Regions from separate parts of the Mus musculus genome. Here region 2 is linked to region 1. Evidence: chromatin contacts called from public promoter capture Hi-C data. All regions are on one chromosome and are shown on one strand. Each heading gives the region's core, a stretch centred on a gene start, on an enhancer-like site or on the middle of the called end of the contact. The rest is flanking DNA. Distances are from core to core; before and after follow the strand shown.

The links. Promoter capture Hi-C pulls out the DNA fragments that hold promoters and counts their contacts.
Region 2: a contact with region 1 is called in a promoter capture Hi-C map of embryonic stem cells, with 2.9 times the contacts expected there. The contact joins the enhancer-like site here to the promoter of Tmem184a in region 1. A contact is called at or near these places in 10 of 39 promoter capture datasets (the 3T3-L1 cell line, the C10 cell line, the HPC-7 cell line and 6 more), 4 of 115 datasets of contacts at active chromatin or transcription factors (T-cell acute lymphoblastic leukemia, double positive thymocytes, pancreatic cancer cells and 1 more) and 3 of 9 other capture datasets (adipose tissue, embryonic stem cells and liver).

What each region holds. Positions count from the first base shown.
Region 1 is chr5:139,811,675-139,814,863 of GRCm38.p6, reverse strand. It overlaps Tmem184a (transmembrane protein 184a), which reads left to right and starts at 1,621. Exons shown (of 8, transcript NM_144914.3): 1 at 1,621-1,899. The coding sequence starts at 1,672.
Region 2 is chr5:140,582,465-140,585,653 of GRCm38.p6, reverse strand. No RefSeq gene overlaps it. Among named protein-coding and RNA genes, the nearest start is that of Gm30603, 13 kb to the left of the region's middle. Within about 2 kb of position 1,428, at least 79 of the 459 cell types and tissues checked have an H3K27ac peak or open chromatin away from gene starts, as enhancers often do. A contact at or near this core is called in embryonic stem cells, where this site is marked.

The DNA.
Region 1 (3,189 bases), core at 372-2,871:
TGCATGCTAGGCAAGCACTCTACCAACTGAGCAACATTCCCAGTCCTGCCCAGTTTTAAGTGCGCAATTCTGGAGCAGTGGGGACACCCACACTAACCACCACCACGTCTAGCTCTAAATCAGGGGTTCTCACCGTGAGCCTTGACCCCTTCGAAGTCAAATGATCTCTTCACAGGGGTGGCCTAAGACCATCACAAAACATAGATACTTACATTACAATTCATAATAATAACAACATTACCGTTATGAAGTAGCAACAGAAATAATTTTATGGTCGGGGGTGGGGGGTCATCACAGCATGAACCGTCTAAGCATGGAGAAGGGTAAAAAAACACTATTCTAGACCTTTCTCACCACCCAGAAAGCAGCACTGTATTGGATGGCTCCTCGGGGACTTCTCCCTGGAGCTAGCATAGCTTATGCAGACCCTTTGTCCTTCCTGACCCTGCCTGCTAAACTGCCTGACTACCTAGTGCCAGCAGGTGAAAGGCACCTGCCAGCCTCAGTTCCTGGAAGCCAGCTGCTACTGGGCAAACAGTCCCAGCGGGATAGAGTGTCGCCAGGGGCGGGGACAAGCCTCTGCTTCTCCTCCCTCCGCCCCTCCCTCAGCCTGAAGCCCAGGTGGGCCACTGGCCAGGTGAGGCCCTGTGTGCCTTCCCTAGCCTAGCGCAACCCTCCCGAGACCAGCCTTGCCCCAACCCGAAGCTTGGCCTCCACTGGGGGCCACATGACCCAGTGAATGACCAGCCAGGCTGCCCCAGAGGAGGCTAGGCCTCCAAGGCCCGGTCCAAAGAGCTTCCTGCTCACAGAGGTAGGCTCCCGCCCCCATGACGGACAACTGAGGGTAGCAAGGAGGTCCAATGTCGCTGCCTCCCGGCAGGCGCACACTCTATCACTTGCCGCGGGAGCTTCTGAGACCCTAAGGAGTACCTGCAGGCGGGTCAAGGGGGGGGGGGAGGGTTGGGCGGGGGCGGATGGCACCTGAGGGGGAGGAGGGGGGAGGAGGGGAAGGGCTGGATTGGGCAGAACTGGCCCCAGGTAGGTGAATCCCCACTGCCCAGCCGGTGGTAGAAACAAGCTTTGGGGTTTTGTTTGTTTGTTTGTTTAAGTTTAAGTTGTTTTGGGTTTAAGTTTCTTTTTCTTTTCTGAAACAGAGTAACTAGGTAGACCAGGCTGGCCCTTATACTCACAGATGCACAGTCCACCTGCCTTGGCCTCTGAGTACTGAGATTACAGGGGTGTGCTGTGGACACCTGGTTAGGAGCAGTCTTAGACTTCTATAGAGTTGCTGTCTGAGAACCAGGGTCCGAAGGAACCTGAGGGGGTTTGTCACCCCAGGATCTGAGCCCCAGGCTGGAAAGCAGCTAGGCCCCTGTTCAAGTGTGAGCCCACAGCTGCCCAGAATCAGGCGAGCTGGTGGGAAAATCAGACCCAGACTCTCACAAAGGGGACAGGTGGCCGTGGTGGGCCCCCAGGGAAGCTTCTGTGGATGATGGTGGTAGGGGCGGTGGCCAGGCAGGCAGAAAGTGCATTGGGCAGAACTGGCCCCGAGGTGACACCCACCCCGAGGTGACACCCACACGGCCTTGCCCACCTCTGGCCCCACCTCCTGCCCCTCACACTCCCACAGAAGCCTTCCCTGGCTTCTCACTCCTCTGCTGGTTTCTGCAGATGAGGAATGCGTCAGGGTTTCTGAAGACAGCCGGAGCCCCCCTCGTGTCAGCGACCTGGCTTCCACCCAGCCCCCCTCCGGCAATGCCCACAGTGGCAGCCGGGCCACAGATGGAGCGCGTGGACAACGGCTCGCAGGGGGCCCCCCAGCTCTTCCTCACCAGCGCATTGGCCCGAGGCGTTTCAGGCGTGTTTGTATGGACTGCTCTGCTGCTAACCGGCCACCAGGTAAGCACCTCTTGCACCCCCATCCCCGCTGAGCCTGGAAGTTGCTATGGGACCTGGCCCAGCTCAGATGGGCCCCGTGGACAGATGCTGTGATCATGGGACCTCCAGGGACAGCTCCCAGCACCAGTCACTGAGACATGGTAGGATTCTAGGCATGGTGTTCAAGGGTCTATGGCCCTTCTCCAGAGCTAGCATGTCAGAGCCAGGCCTAAGGAGGGAGATCTCTGCCGAGGTGAGGGCAGATTGCTGGGTGGGTATCCCCAGTCACGTCTGAGGCCCCTCACTCTACTCCCTGAGGTCAGAGCTTAATCCCAGTTCACAGACAGGAACACGGAGGGGTTTCCCCGGGCTCACACAGTGGGAGGAGAAAGGGCCTTTCCCCTCCAGAGATGGCGAAGGCGTGGACCTTGCTCTATAGAGAACCTCAAGCCAGCCAGACAGGGAGTTTGGGGAGGAGGGGTGGGGACTGAGTTGGATAGGAACTGGAACAGTGGAGAACAGGAGGTGTGTTGGGGGTATGAGGGGAGAGATGGGGAGCTACGAGAATAGGGGGCAAGGAGCTGGGGGTGGAGGGTGGGTAAGCAGGAAGCAGAAGCCAGGCATCTAGAATGTGGCGGGGTAGCTGGGGAGCTGGAGGTTGGTTAAGGGAGCTGAGAGCCACGGGCTCTCTGGAACACCCACTTGGCACAGTGGGAGGGCCTGAGTCAGTAGGTGAGCTGGGGGCAGGAAGCAAAAGCAAACACCTCGGCTTGTGACATTCACCTGCTGGCTGGTACCTGTCCAGGTGTGCCTCAGTAACCAGGATACAAGGGAGAAAGATCCGTGCCCGAGGGCAGGCCAGGCACATCCTAGCCACAGAGGTGGCACGAGGCACGCTCTTAGGGTCAGCAGGAAGCCAGAGAGACCAACCTCCATTTACCGGTGGAGAAACTGAGGCAAAAGAGGAAGCAGCTTGCCAAGGTCACCAGCCATATGGTACCAGCCTGGGAAATGTCTCTTGTTGGCTGATCACATTGTGTCCTCCCTCCACAGAGGCTAGGGAGGGAGGAAGGAGCAGATAAGGAGCTGGTCTCTGACCTCAGCAGCCTTCGCACCACCCCACGTGTCCCCTGCACACACACACACACACACACACACACACAGCTCCCTCTAACAGTGACCTCCATGCCACACAGGGCACCTCGTCGCCACGGTGGCCTGGAATCGGGAGGAGGCACCCAGCTCCCAGCTGGCTTACTTTGAAAGACTAGAAGCGTAGGCTGATCCAAGAGGGTCACTAGTGAAGGCTAC
Region 2 (3,189 bases), core at 179-2,678, 770 kb before region 1:
TAATAGTGCTGCTTTCCATAGGCCAAGCATATCCAAACCACCATAAGTGTAGAATATCTTTCTTCAGCTGCTCTCCTTATTCTTTTGTTTGTTTCTTGTTATGCAGCCTTGGCTGGCACAGAGATCCTCCTGACTCTGTCTACCGAGTGCAGTGGTCAAAGGTGTGTGCTGCCACCGACTGGCTTCCATCTTGATTTTTTTTGAGAGGAGCTCTCCGGTTGAACTTGGGGCTCATTGATTTGCCAGGACGACTGACCAATAAGCTTCAGGAGTCCCCCTGTCACTCGTGTACACCCTAAACACCAAGGCTGGGGTTATAAGCACACTCCACCATGGCTGCTTTTCAAATGGGTTCAGGGGATCTGAACTCATGTCCTCGTGCTTGTACGGCCAACATTTTACTGAGTCATCTCTTCCTCCCTTGTTCCTTAATAAACTGCAGGGTCCTGTGTATACCAAAGAATTGTTTTAAAGTAAATGTCTTTCTGATTTATGGTGAGCGTTTGGTTTGTGGACTTGTTTTTAATGTATGTAGCTATCTGAGATCATGTAAAGATGTCTCAAGCTTTGTAATTTGAGAAAGGAGTCAGTGTGGAAACCATTTGAGAAGCTGCGTTTCAGTGATGTACTGGTCTGGAATCCTAGATCCTGGGCCTCCATCTTCTGGGGGTGGAAGAGGAGGAGAGAGGGCAGATGTCTTTCATGCTCAGACTCATGGTTCTGAGGGAGATAGGGAGATAGAAAGTTGAGTTTCCCTGGAGAGGTCAAGCCAGTCTAGAGAGAGAGCTCGGCCTCCCCTTGGTGCCTCTGTCCATGGATCCCATCCTACAACACAGGGACCACACCCTCTAAGGACCTATTGCACCCTTGGTCTTGGACCTTCTGGCCCAGTGGAGTTGGTATTCTAGAGGGACTGTTGGCAAGTGACTCTGGAGGTCTCTAAAAGGTGGTGCTGACCTGCAAGCCCAGCAGGGACATCGTAGATCTAAGAATAGCCTGAGTTACATAATGACACCCTGTCACAAAAAAACAAGCAAACAAACAAACAACAAAAACTTAGAAAGGGGGCTGGCTGGGAGTTTAGCTCAGTGGGTGTAGTACTTGTCTGGCATACCCGAAGAGCAGAGGGCAGGCCAGAGAGATCAGGACTGAGGACTCTTCTCCACAATAGGAAAAACTGACCACCTGGCTGAGTCCAATTCCCGCCAAGCCACTGTAGTTCCCAGAGAACTGGAGGGCTAGGGACACAGGGACAATGCCAGGGACAAAGAGCTGGGGCCAGGGGCCCTGGGGGTTAGACTTATGGCCTCTCCTGACCTCAGCAGAGAAACTAGCCTTGTTGGGCACAGCCAAGTCACAGAGACCAGCCTGGGGGGGTGGGACCAGGGCAGTGAAAGGCCCAGAGAAAGGATTAGTCCAAGCCCAGAGGCCTGGCAGGTGCCATGGCAACCTGGAGCCCGAGCTGGGACAATAGGCCTGTGTTAACACCCTCTGTCTGCCTCTGTGGGGCTGGGGGCTTGTTAACCAGCTTAGCAGGCTGAGGGCGGCCATTCACATGGAAATATGGGCTTTGGAGCTGAGGGTGTGGGAGGTGACCGGGCAGGTGCAGGGACAGAGGGAAGAGTGAGTCTTACCTTCTTGCCTGGCCCACATTCCCACACTGCCCAGGGCTCAGCCATGTGTCCTGGGGGGTGGGAGTGGGTTGTTACTCTGTACGTGGACAGCGTGGGCAGCCCAGGCTTTATGGGACCCACAAAACATGGGATTGGTGAGGGTCCTGGGGAGGGCAGTGGGTGGGCTCTGGAGGTGAGAGACCTGTAAATGGAGATACTATAATGAGATGGACAATCTGTACTGCTACCCCAAAGCCAACCTTACCCTAAGGACTTTGAGGGTGTCCCTTCCTTCTCAGTTCTGTCGCCAGCCCCAGGCCCCGCTGTGCCTCTGGCTCCAGCCTCTGTCGACACAGGAGGCTGGCCTTGTAGCTTAGTTGCTCTCCTCTTCCACCCAGATGGCTCCCCTCCCCTCTGCCTCCTCACACCTGTTCCTTCTGCCCAGCCCCCATCTGGAACCCTCCCCCAGCCCAGCCCAGCCCAGCCCTGGTCCACCCTGCCTCACAGAAACCTTTCCCAAGCCCCCCCTACCCTCTAATGTAGTTCAGGCATTTGGTAGCATTTCTGATTTCTTTCAGATTTCCTATTCTACTCAGGCAGGTCTCTCCAAACTGCCATGTCAGGCCCTAGGCGTGTCTAGGGAGAACACTCACACAGGACTTACAAGAGGGACCAGTCCCTGACCATGTTGGGGGATGGCAACAGGTCAGGCCTCGAAGCCTCATTCTGAGGTTGCATGATGCTCACACCATCAGGGGAGGGACAGAGCCCCGAGGCTCCACTATGGCGCTGGGGAAAGCCCCTTGCAAACTGAGATGCCCTGGAATGCTTGGGCAGGCCAGAGTGACAGGGAAGGAGCCAAGCAGGTGTCTAAGCCTCTGTTGATGCAGGATTACAGCCATCTGGCTGCATCTCCGGGCAGTGTCCCTCCCTCCTGGCTCTGGGAAGCCACCAGGCAAGGCAGGGAGAGCTGCAGCAGTGGCAGGGTCAGTCTCAGTCTCTGCATGGAGAGAGCCGAGCATCTGAGGTGTGGAGAACCAGGGTGGCTCTGTAGTAGCCTCTGGGTTGGGACCTCTAGGTGGATGCTTCCCTTCGTGAGTTGGGGGAGGGGAGAGGCTCCCACGGGAGAAAAAGAAGCCCTGACAGTTTGTCCAGCAGGAAGCTGTGGTCATGGCCCTCTGCCAGAAGCTGTGTCCTTGTGGGGAAACTGAGGCTCAAGGGCAATGGTAGACTCGTGCCACTTAAAAATATTGTGCAGCCTGGTGTGGTGGCGCACGCCTTTAATCCCAGCACTCGGGAGGCAGAGGCAGGTGGATTTCTGAGTTCAAGGCCAGCCTGGTCTACAAAGTGAGTTCCAGGACAGCCAGGGCTATACAGAGAAACCCTGTCTCAAAAACAAACAAACAAACAAACAAACAAAAAATGTGCACAATGTGTGTGATGTGTGCTTAGCACATACATATAAAGATTCTCTCCGTCCATTACCTACTGAGACAGCCTCCTTCTTCCTTCCTCCCTTCCTTCCTTCCTTCCTTTCTTTTTTTTAATTTATTTTTTATTTTTTAATTTTTTTTAG